2 separate regions of the Gossypium hirsutum genome follow, and region 1 is linked to region 2. Evidence: chromatin contacts called from public Hi-C data. All regions are on one chromosome and are shown on one strand. Each heading gives the region's core, a stretch centred on a gene start, on an enhancer-like site or on the middle of the called end of the contact. The rest is flanking DNA. Distances are from core to core; before and after follow the strand shown.

The links. A called contact is a pair of places that touch in the nucleus more often than the background predicts.
Region 1: a Hi-C map of leaf shows a contact between it and region 2, with 4 times the contacts expected there. The contact joins the promoter of LOC107939078 here to the enhancer-like site in region 2. A contact is called at or near these places in 15 of 34 Hi-C or Micro-C datasets (anther, callus, cotyledon and 5 more).

Annotation. Positions count from the first base shown.
Region 1 is chrD04:9,138,596-9,144,736 of Gossypium_hirsutum_v2.1, forward strand. It overlaps LOC107939078 (ABC transporter B family member 15), which reads left to right and starts at 3,129. Exons shown (of 7, transcript XM_016872362.2): 1 at 3,129-3,947; 2 at 5,122-5,176; 3 at 5,277-5,455; 4 at 5,538-5,995; 5 at 6,134-6,141. The coding sequence starts at 3,723.
Region 2 is chrD04:9,035,388-9,041,896 of Gossypium_hirsutum_v2.1, forward strand. No RefSeq gene overlaps it. Among protein-coding and RNA genes, the nearest start is that of LOC107939077, 63 kb to the left of the region's middle. Within about 2 kb of position 4,389, at least 1 of the 9 cell types and tissues checked has an H3K27ac peak or open chromatin away from gene starts, as enhancers often do. A contact at or near this core is called in leaf, where this site is marked.

The DNA.
Region 1 (6,141 bases), core at 1,879-4,378, 100 kb after region 2:
AACTTTGTTTGAAATAAGGCTTCACACAATATAACTAACTTTTAAAAAAATTTTAAAAAATCATTATATTATATTACTTCATCATCAATTAAATTTATCTTTTCATCTTTTTTCAGTGTTATTGTCATTCAAATAAGATTTGTTGTTTCTTCTTTGAAAAACTATTACTTTAATGCTTAATTCTTTTTTAGAAACTTCTAACTAGTTAATACTAACAATTTCCTATTTTTACCAATAATTTTTCTAAGATTAATAATGGCAAAACTTAAACCACCCGATAGATTTCGAACCCGATAGATTTCGAACCAATTCGCTACGAATGGTGGAGGGTTTTATTTTTTTGAAAAGTGAATGTAGGGTGAGGTGGATTATTATTATTATTATTATTATTATTATTATTATTATTATTATATAGTGGATATGAGAATCTATCCAATTCACTTCGAATGGTGGATATTTTATTTTTTGAAAAGTGAATGTAGGGTAGGGTAGGGTGGATTCTTTTTATTTTTATTTTTTGTATTATGGGTATAGAGTGATTATGATAATTGTTTGTTCTGTCTATTATATTAAATTATCATTTTATCCTTTTATATATAAATTAAATGGGTAAAAATATTATAATATGTTATAAAAAAAACCATATATCTTGTTATTAAATTTTTTTGAAGAATTATGTTGAAATATTTACTCGCCTTTAAAAAATTAAAAATATTAAATATATATAATATATAATACTTTCATTTTTCATTTATTGTAATTTATTGTAATAATTATATTAGATAATTATTTTCGTTGCGAAATATATTTCAAATATATATCATTATATATTTGAATTGGTAATAATTCTATTTATATGTGATTTTAATATTTGAAATATAATTTATATTCAAATTAAATTTTACAAAAAAAATTATATTATTTGCTTAAAAGTATTTTAAATTCATATTTTATATATAAAAATATTAATAATGAATTGCAATATTTTTTTATAAGTTAAGTTGATACATTTTATATATTATAATCTTAACAATTTTGAATATCATTTAAATGCATATTTTTTTCTATTTTACATCTTTTTTAAAATAGTCATTTTAACTTTTCAAAACCACTTTTTATTAGTAATATTAAATACTTCAATTTTAAACTAAACTTTGTTGGTCCTCTTGGTTGGTCAAAGCTTTGGTTAGATCAATTTGATCAAGCAAAAGCTTATGATTACCATTGTTATTGCTTTTGGTGTTGGGTGGAAATCTCGTTAAACGCTTGTTCTCCTCCACAGATACAATTAATGGTGTTCACAATACGGTAAATTTGAATTAATCGATTTAATTCGGTTAATCGATTGATGGTCGAATTTAATCCGGTTGGAAGTCGATTAATAATTTTTTGAAATTTTAATTATCGATTAATTTGGTTCGAAACCGAGTAATTAACCAAATTAATCAAAATAAATAATATATTATTTAAAGTTATTTCTAATGTCTTATTTGTTGTTTTTACCTCTATTTAAAGTTTTTTAAACTATTAAACAAAGAAAATGAACATTTAGCAATGTATTTTTTTTATGTTTTATATTTGTTTTAATCAAAAGATAAAAACATACAAATTTCGGTTAATTCAATTAACCGACCGAATTAATCGAAATATTTCAATTTGGTTAATATATTTTCAAAAAGTCTCGATTCGATTAACAATTAAAAACTTTTATATTTCAAATAATTCAATTAATAATAATTCGATTCGACTAATAATAGAATCCACCGTTTGAAATATCCCTAAATACAATGGCATGCAACTCTTTCAACTCTCTGCAATGCCGGCACAAGGGTCTCCACGCCTCAACTGCAACAAATGTCATCCCTATTCAACTTCCTGCCACCGATTTGGTCCTCTAAGTGTTACGAGGAAAGAGGTTTTAGATTATGGTTTCGATGCTACCATATGGGATTCGGATCGCTGCGGATTTGGATATCCGCCATTAATAATTCTCTTAAACTTTGATTATAATTTAAATATACAATTTATAAAAATTTAATAAAAATAATATCTAAAATTAAATCTGATAAATTGCACCTAAGATCATTAAAATCAGTACATTTACATCTTGATCACTCAATTTCAAAAGATTACAAAATGATTATTAAATATATTCGAAAAGTTGCAAAATGTCATCAGAGACATCTTATTCTCATATGTTTTGGAATTTTTCCGCCTTGTTTTTTAAATAATTTTTAATTTTTTAAATAAATTTTATAATTTTCTATAAATTTTAAATAATTTTTATTCTTTTTGCATTTTTAACAATTTTTTGAATTCTCAAAAAAATTTTAACAATTTTCTATTATTTTCTTAAATTTTAAATAGATTTTAGCATTTTTTAAAATTTTTTAAATAATTGCTTGCATGACATGCATGTAGAGGTGTCCATGGGTCTGGCGGCCTGGCCTGGCCCGATGGCCCACCTGAAATATGGGAGGGTTCGGGTAAAAATATAGGCCCGAAATATGGGTTTGGGCAAAAAAAACTAGACCGGTTTAGAAAACGGGCTGGGCCTCGTGCACCACTTTTTTGGCCGGACCGGCCCGAATATAATAAATATATTTTTTTAATTTTATTAATTTTAAAATACTTTTTTATTATTTTTTATTTTTAAAATAAATTTTTGGTGTATATTAAAAAAATGGGCCGGGCCGGACCCGACTCGTGCTTAAGAATTTTTTCTCGAGCTGGGACTGGACAAAATTTCAGACTCATATTTCGGGTCAGACCAGGCCCGAGCCTAGGACGCGGGTCGAAATCTTTTTTTGAGACAGACCCAACACATGGACACCTCTACATGCATGTAGACTATTACGTGAATTTCACGTTAGTATAGTTTAGTATATGTTAACTTTTTTATCCATTTAAGGATGTTTTGACAAAAAAAATAGTTGACAGATTAAAATTAAATGAATGATTAAAATAATTTGTTTCATAAAATTAGAGAGTCAAATAAATTATTATATTACTATTTAAAATTGATTAAATGATATTCTTTTTAAAAATAGGATAGTGGTTAAATGGTTGACAGCTATCTTCCACCGAGTTTTTAACATTATTATTTTCTCCCCATAAATGCAGCACCCACTTTTCAAGTTTTATACTACTAATAGTTTTCCTTTTCACATTTCCTGGTCAATTCTCCGTATTCCGTGTAGTGTTTAGTTTCCCTTTGTTAGGCGAGGGCGAGCAGGGGGAGAGGCGAACAGAGGGTAGGGCTTTTTTGTTTCATTTGCTTTAACTAACTTGGGCTGGGCTAGCTTAGAGTTTTTAAAAGTGGGCTTTTTTGGTCCGATCCAAGTTAATCTGGTCCAATTATGTAAAAATCGGTGGACGGTTTGCTGTTTCAACATCCATGGTCTATTTACTTTCTTTTTTTACTATTTTAGTAACCATATAAATATACCCCTTTTTTATTATTTTTCCTTTCAGTGGTTTACTCTTCACTACCAACTCAAAGCCACACAACACGAAGAATAGCTATATATACAAGACATTGCTCATGTTTCTTTCTTAATACTTGGCCAAAAGCATCACCCTGTCACTTGTTTCTCTTCTCACTTGTCTTAAAAGACAACTAGTTTTGGAGGAAAGCAAAAGCACGAAACACCCGGTACTATCCTAAGTGGTTTAGAGATTCTTTGGGTCCTGTTTTTATTTTCTTCTCAAAAGAAAAAAAAATGGGTAATGAGAAGGAGAAACTGAAGAAGATAAACGGATCCATAAGGTCAATTTTCATGCATGCGGATGATGTAGATATGTGGTTGATGACTCTTGGCTTCATCGGAGCCGTTGGTGATGGTTTTTCTACACCTCTTGTATTGCTTGTTACTAGCAAGTTGATGAACAATCTTGGTGGTTCTTCAGCTTTCACTGCAGACATGTTCATTCATAACATCAACAAGGTCTTTCTTCGTTTTTTTTTCCAAAACATACATGCAAAACAGTAAAAAGAAGGGCGTAGCCAGGCATGGGCCCCAACCCCCCTCAAAATTTTAAGACGATTCTTATTGTTTAGGCTATTTAAGATAAACAAGGGTAAAACTGCAACATTAAATTATTCTTATATCATCTAAAATTAGATTTCGTCCCTCACAATTATAATTTATATTTTACCCCTTTTCAATTTAATTCTAATAAAATTTCATTTTCATAACACTTTTAATATATATCACTTATTACTTTTTTTAGTTTTACTTTTTTTACATTTTTATTAATCAAATTAATATATATTTACTTTTGTTATTTTGTTAGTAATATTTTTTATTCAAAAATAATAAACTTAAATTATGCTTATTCTTAATATAAATTGAAGATTCCTTATTTCACTTCTTCTAAATTAATATCATTTCATGTTTTTATATCATAATATTGAATAATTTTATTATAATTTCCTAAATGTTGAGACTTCAATAGTTATAAAAAAAATTTTAGATAGTAACGAGAAGCATAATTTATAATATTTGAAAATCGAAAAAAATTATTCTAAGATTTTATGTAATATTAGTAATTGAAATACTATATAATATTTAAATATGGTGCTTTTCAGGGAAGCAGCCTTGGCCCCTAGATAATTGGTATAATGCTATTTTAGTTCCTTGCATTTATAAAATATTAAATTGAAGCCTTTTTAAAGCAATTTCTTTTTATCTTTGGCCCCCAAACTATTACAACTTTATTTTGACCTCCTAACAATAAATTTCTAGCTTCGTCCTTAGTGCTTTCTATAAAATGAGCTAGAACATATTTAAAAGGAGCTATAGAACATATGTAGATGGTGAAAGATTTTTTTTTAATTAATATAGTTGGGATGATGTCAAAAAATTTTAATTAAAAAATAAAAGAGATTTTTAAATTAAAAAATAAATCTAAAATTTTTAAAATATATATATTAAACTTGAGCCATCAAATTAGGCAAATAATATAACATAAAAACTTAGTTTTGATTTAAATTTAGATATAATGGATAATGTGTATATATAATAGTTGTACAATTGTTTTTAATTCCGCCCTCCGTAAACAAAATATTTGACTTCGCCTATGTTTCTATCTAACATGATTTGGTTTTGTGGGTGACAGAATTCAATGGCTTTATTGTATTTGGCTTGCTGGTCTTGGTTTGCTTGTTTTCTAGGTAAGTTTAAATTCATAGCATTCAATGGCTTGAAGGAATGGTTAATGGAGGCATAGTTAATGATTTTTTTTATATGTGCTTTTCTTTTGTCATTTTTCAGAAGGATTTTGTTGGTCAAGAACAGGCGAGAGACAAGCGACAAGAATGAGAGCCAGGTATTTGAAAGCTATCTTAAGACAAGATGTGGGATACTTTGATTTGCACGTTACAAGCACAGCTGAAGTTATCACCAGTGTTTCAAATGATAGTCTAGTAATCCAAGATGTTCTCAGTGAAAAGGTTCCTTTTTGCAAATCCGATGTAATCTCTTGACTAAAAACGAGTAATTTAATTACTACTAATGGGTGATCATGTCATGCAGGTGCCAAATTTTCTGATGAATGTTGCAATATTTGTTGGGTGTTACATGGTAGCATTCATAATGCTATGGAGACTAGCAATAGTGGGGTTTCCTTTTGCTGTTGTTTTGGTGATTCCTGGCTTAATGTATGGAAGAGGGTTGATAGGAATAGCTAGAAAGATAAGTGAGGAATACAATAAGGCTGGAACTATAGCAGAACAGGCAATATCTTCTATAAGAACAGTTTATTCCTTTGTTGGTGAGAGTAAAACCATTGCAGAATTCTCAGCAGCTTTACAAGTGTCCGTGCAGTTGGGATTAAGACAAGGCTTGGCTAAAGGTCTTGCAATTGGAAGCAATGGGGTTGTTTTTGCCACTTGGTCTTTCATGTCGTATTATGGCAGTAGGATGGTTATGTACCATAACGCTCCAGGAGGGACTGTTTTCATTGTTGCTGCCGCCATTGCCAAGGGGGGCCTGTAATTTCCTTCAAACTTTTCCACATTGAATGAGTACATGTATCTATATGTATATTTGCTTTATATGTATATATATATATAAAACAAAAGAAATAAAAATTTCAAACACGTATTTTTTTTGGTTTTGGTGATGATCAGATCATTAG
Region 2 (6,509 bases), core at 3,139-5,638:
TCAGAATGTTACAAGCCTAGAAGACCTTTGAGACCTGAATAAGTCACCAACACAATAATTCATAAATAGCTTGCATTTGTTTGAACGAATCTAACCAATTTATTTTAAATATCTATGAGCAATCCGCATAATTTATTTTGATGAATAATACTTGTACATATGTTCATTTCCATTGCCTCTATGTCTATTTACATTTTAACTTAGTGAACTAACTATGTTTGCCTTAGGAACAAACAACTTAGCTAGATATCACTCTTAAGTTGCATGTAAGGTAGTTCTCGTACGAGTTCAATATTTTATCGCTTTGTGACTTAATTGTCTGATTTAGTCCAAGAGTCGTTTTTTCTTTTGCATGTTTAGTATGTTTGCTTGAGGATAAGCAAAGAGTTAAGTATAGGGGAGTTTGATCTGCCATAATTTGATATGGAATATTAGGCTTTCCCGGTATACTTAAAGAGCTTATTCTCATGCAAAGTAATTTCTTTTTCGTAGTTTTTTTTGTAACTTTTAGATTTTAAGTTACTAAGTGTAAATGCCTTGTTTTTACTCATTTTGAGACCTAATTTGGACAATAATGCCATTAGGGGCTCTAATGTGTGGTTGAGTGATGTAAGGATGTGTTGAAGGTTGAAAAAGAGTGAAAACAACACCAAAGGTGAGGGTATTGTGATATCCAAACCTTGGAATTGCAATACCTCTAACAGACTCAAAGATTGGAGACCACCCTTCAGTGGTATCACGATATCCACTTTAGGTATAATGATATCCACCTTCCAAGAAGACCCCTAAGTTCGAAACTACCCAAGGTATCGCAATATCATCTTCTTTGGTATCGCGATAGCGATATCATGAGGGGATAAAATTGGAAAAAAAGGTAGCCTTTGTCTACCTAAAGTATCAATTAGTAAAGGCTCGTTCAACGGTATTTTGGGCACATAAATTGGGTCAGAATAGCTGCTATATTAGCCAAAATTTGGTTGAGAGAAAAAGGAGGCCACATCGCCTTAGTTTAGACTTAGTTTTATCTAGGTTTTCTCTTAGCTTTTCTTCTTCTTCTTCTTCTTCTTCTAGATTTTTCTATTTTCATTTCCTTAGTTGTAGATTTTACATTTCCTAGCAACTTTTCTTCTTGTTTTAGTTTTTCTTAGTGTTAGTTAAGTTAGTTATCACTATAGCTTAGGTTTATTTGCATTTTTACTCTTTATACCTTGGTTGTAAGACATTTTCAGATTTAGTGTAACGTATTTCAGTTTCTTTTACTTTGTAGTTGTTAAAATTTACTCCTTTTATGTTTATTGTTTTAGATTTTTTTGTTAAATGTTTTTCTTTACATGTCTTTTAAGTTTTCTTGTATAAAAATCTCAACTTTTATATTTTTCTTAAGCTTTACTTTAATGGCTTCATTGCTTTTCATTTTCATGGTTGTTAGTTTTATTTCCAACATGAGTAGCTAAACTTTTAAGGGGGTTAGTTGATAGAGATGTGGTGAACTGATTTTTGGATGGACTAAATTGTAATAAATTGGACTAATTTGAATGAATTTAAAAACTTAGGCTTGTGACCCTAAGGGAACATTCAGGCAAGTGAGATTGAGAAGAGATCTTGTTGGGCACCAATTCATTAATCCTGGGTTAATCGGTGAGATCGAAAGATAATCCAAATTAATTTGTCTAACTTGGTAAAGTGGAGACCAAAGAGGTAAAGTAGAGCCATTTTGGGAGTTTAAGCAATTTGAATCCCTAATTTAATTATTAATAAACCACATCAATGTTAACCAACCACCGATTTTTATTTAATAGTTAATTTCGTAACTTTACATGTTTTACAATTTAGTCCTTGCTAGCTATATAGTAAAGTAGATTAATTTCTCTTAATTTTATGATTTGCTGTAATATGGATTTTTGCGATTAGTTGGTTAGACTTTTTATTTTACACGCACATTATTTAGAAATTCTTCAATCCACGATTCTCATGGGTTCGGTCTTTAGAATACTCTAGTGTTTCATTGTAACACTACAAATATTACAACTGACCTGCCACACTTGCAGTAAAGCCACAATTTTTATATCTTATTTTAATTCTCGAGTGTTGATCATTGCATATCTCTCTTCCTATTTGTTTGCAAGGATGAATAGAAAGAGAGAACAACGATCAGAGGTACAAAGCTCGCCTTGCTGCTTGTGGTTTCTCCCAACAATATGGTTGTGATTATGATGAGACTTTTAGCCCTGTCGTAAGAATGATGACTATTCAAACAATCATTTCTTTGGCTACTAGTAGAGGCTAGAAATTGTGGTAGCTAGGTGTAAAAAATGTTTCTCTATGGTGAGTTAGATCGTGAGATTTTCATGGAACAGTCACGAGGAATTATCTTTAAGGAATACCTAAATCATGTGTGTCGACTCAAGAAGGCGTTGTATGGCCTCAAGCAAGCTCTTCATGCTTGGTTTGGTAAGATTGCTCAATATCTTGATTTTTTTGGTTTTAAATATTCAAGTTGATCCAAGCTTATTTCTTAAGAAAACACCCACTTTGTGCACTTTGTGGATGATATGATTATTATGGGTGATGATAGTGCTGAAATTAACAGTCTTCAAGATGCTTTGTCGGTTCGTTTTGAAATGAAAAGTTTAGGTGAAGCTCGTTGTTTTCTTGGTTTAGAAATTGAAACATGTGATGGTTATTTTGTCTCTTAAAAAAGATATACAACAAGTTTATTGCAATGGTTTCGTATGGAGGAGTCAAGAGAAAAAACTACTCATATGGCACCTTATCTCAAGTTAGCTAAAAATGAAGGAAAGTTGTTGGAAGATGTGTCACTTTTTCGTTAAATTGTTGGTTTTGCTCTATTTAACTATCACACGACCTAATATAGCATTTTCCGTAGGAGTTATTTCACAATTCATGGATCAACCATTAATTGCAGCGAAGAAGATTCTTTGTTATGTAAAGGGCACTCTAAGTTATGGATTAATGTATGAGAAATCTAAGTCATTTTTTTAAGTGGCTTTGTAGATGCAGATTGGGTTGGTGACGTTAATGACAAACACTCTACAACAGGTTTTTTGTTTTACAACATGTTCAATTGTAATTTCATGGTGCAATAAAAAACAAGTCACTATGGCTCTTTCAAGTTGTGAAACAGAATATGTAGCGGTTACATCGGCTACCTAATAATGTTTGTGGCTCAAGAGACTTATTTAAGAAATGGTGTCTACTCTCAATCATCCAATTCAATTTTATTGTGATAATAATAGTGCAATAAAGCTTGCTGGAAATCTAGTGTTTCATGCTCGTATGAAACACACTGAAACTCATTATCGTTTTGTTCGAGAGAAAGTGTTAACTCTTGATATTGAGCTACTGAAAATACAAACAGGAAATCAAGTTGCTAACATATTTACTGAGGCACTTGCCAAAGCCAAGTTTGAAATTTTTCGTGAGGTTCTTGGTGTCATTAACAACAAGGTTGCACTAAGAGGGAGCGTCAGAATTTATTGCAACTTTTCTGTTAGTTATGAATTGGTCAAGTTATTCATTTTTATTAGGAGTCGGGTAGCATAGTTGGTCATTTATTTGTGCAAATAAAACAGGAGCACGTTAGCTTCTTGTAGTCAAAGTAGTTGAGTTTTTTTTAGAAAGTTTTGAGTATAAATAGATGTCTTACACTGAGCTAAAAGTGTAGTACTTCAATTTTTGTTTCTTTGTATTATCTTGATTGAGTAATAATAATACTCAGCTTTATTTCTATTTAGAGTATTTTTATTTTTATTTGTATTTTTGTAAATTTTGAATAAAGTTGAGATATTCTTCTCCTACCCCAACGGTGTAGACCTCTCATTCTTAGAAGAGTTGAGGTGGGGACCCGAAATCAAATAAAAGTGAGACAAAATGCTCCAAATTCTAATCACTGAATCAACATTATCCTTATAGAAAATCAGAAGATGATCTACAAAACTAAAGACACCATTCTTGGAAGCAACATCTAAGAAATATTCAATTTTGGTTGAGTTAAATGTTCAACATTTTTTAATTGAGTTGCAAAGAGTCAGACTTTGGACTGATACCACAATCTGATTCAAATTCATAAATATTCCTAAAACTATTTGATAGTAGAAGCCAACCATGCCCATCTTGCTACTTGTTTAGTTAGTGCCAAATTGTACCAGTTCCCTCTCTTCATTGATAATATTGAAATTGCCAAGTCTCCCAGTATCAGTTATCAGTGGTACGAGTTTCCAGTTGAGTTGACGTACGTAGCCTTTCTTCGAAAGATTTTGACAAAAAAACTTTCTAAAAATGACTTTTTAATTATTAATATCTTAATTGTGAACCAGCTTAACTGAAACCTCCTAGGCAAAGGAATACATGACTTATAAACACTTCATTAGTTATCATATTGGCCCATCAGGATATATTAGTCTAATTAGTTGGGCTGAGGCCTTTGAAAATCTGATTTCGGAATTTTAAAATAAACATCAATTTTAAATTACTGTTAGCTAATAATGAGGTTTCAGAAACATTGGGCCTAAGCCTAAAAGTCCAGTGACTGGCAACCGAAATATCATTTAACTTTAATGTGTTGTCAACATTAATAATTGTAAAATATTTTTAATATTTATTTTTTTTTAAATAATAAGATTTTAATATTATTATTGAAGTTGAAAAAATACTTTCAATCCGAAAAAGGAATTTGTTAAACAAACAACTTTTCAAACTAAAATTTGATTTTAAACTGAGATTTGGAGGGAAGTCAAAAACTTCGAAAAAATGATTTTTTTTATCTCCCCTTTAGTCGTCCACTTTACAAAGCTATATTAAAATTGAAATTTTATCTTTTTTAAAAGCATTTTTTAACAATAATAATAAATATTATTAAATATTTCAAATAACAACATTTTTTTTCAACTTTAATAGTTAACTAACCCTAAAACAAGTTATCTGAGGTGACAAAATTTGGGAATTATGATATTCAGTGTATGTACATTTTAATTTAGAGTATTTCATCCTGTAATTAACGTGTATTTTCATATGTTATAATGGTTTTTAAAATGTTTCATGTTTTATATAAAATTGGATTTACACAAAATGTTCAAAATGACTGGATTAGCATTTTTGGGAAAATTATTTTCCCCATGTTCTGAAAGGACAAGTCGATATCCATCCGGAATACCTGGGGAACTTAAAAGACATAGGGAGTGGATCAAAGCTTTTGGTGTTTGTGGAGAAATTAATTAAAAGAAGAAAATAATGGGAGGAGGGGGGAGATGGTGACTTGTGCTGTTGGAGTGCAATATTACACTGTTTTGAGAATAATATATTTTCCCACCTTCTCCATCACTCTCTTCCATTCCAAACACCTTACATTTGGTCATATCTCATCACTTCATTATATCATTTAACTGCTTTTTCATTTGTCAAAATAATCTCATTTTGTTTTGTTCTTTCCCCCGTAATTGGCAGACCATGAGGCATATTATCTGGAGATATCAAAACCCTTTTTCCTGTTATACGAATTCATATACATATAAGATCATCATCTCAGGTTTGTTTGAACTAGGTTTCATGAAAAGAAATAGAAAACTTTATGCAGTAGTATTTATGTTTAATTTATATAAAGTCAGAAATAAATAAATAAAGAAATGAGGATATTCGTATTTGACATTTACCCATTGAATACGTCAGAATAGGGGAAAATATAAGAACATATTGAATGGGGGAGAATATTCATGACTCATTAGCAACAGTAGGAAGCAAATAAAAGAGAAAACGTACATTGCTCTTCTACTATATTAAAGCTTTCACCTGGATTTTACCCATGGAATTCACCAACCGTGTCTGCCTTTAGTTGTAGTTCAATCAATCAGTCTTTTCATGTAATGCTTTTGCACAGCAAAGTATATAACGTATGTTTGTTTGAGAAAGAGCTCGAAAATACCTTTAGGTTCTCAGAAACTAAAAAGATAACTAAACAAAGAAGAAGAAGAATATTAATTACATTGATTTGTTAATTATATAACTGTAACAAACCATCAACTGAATGGTACCTACTAATTACTTAGTCAATAATCAACAACTATCTCTAACATTCTCCTGGTCTTCAAAATTGTTGAGAAAAAGAAATTTGTTTGAAATCCACCCTGCTATCAGTATTGCTTGCTTTCAGCAAAAGACCAAACTCAAAGCTTTGACCAAAGTGGAACAAACGTTCACTGAGACAAAGGTTTAGGGTGGGTTTGGATGGGCGATTGGATGCGGTGCGGTACGGTACGGTGTGTTTAGCTTACTTTTTGTCTCACGCTACAGTATCGCTACAATATCTAATCTCACCGCCACCGCTATTTTTACACTAATCGCAAATAAACGCACCGCCCATCCAAACTCACCCTTAGTGAGAATGTCAGCAACTTGACGCCTGAAGGAACATAATTAACCTCTAACTTTCCTTTTACTACTTGGTCTCGAACAAAGTGTAAATCAATTTCTATTTGTTTCATTCATGCATGATG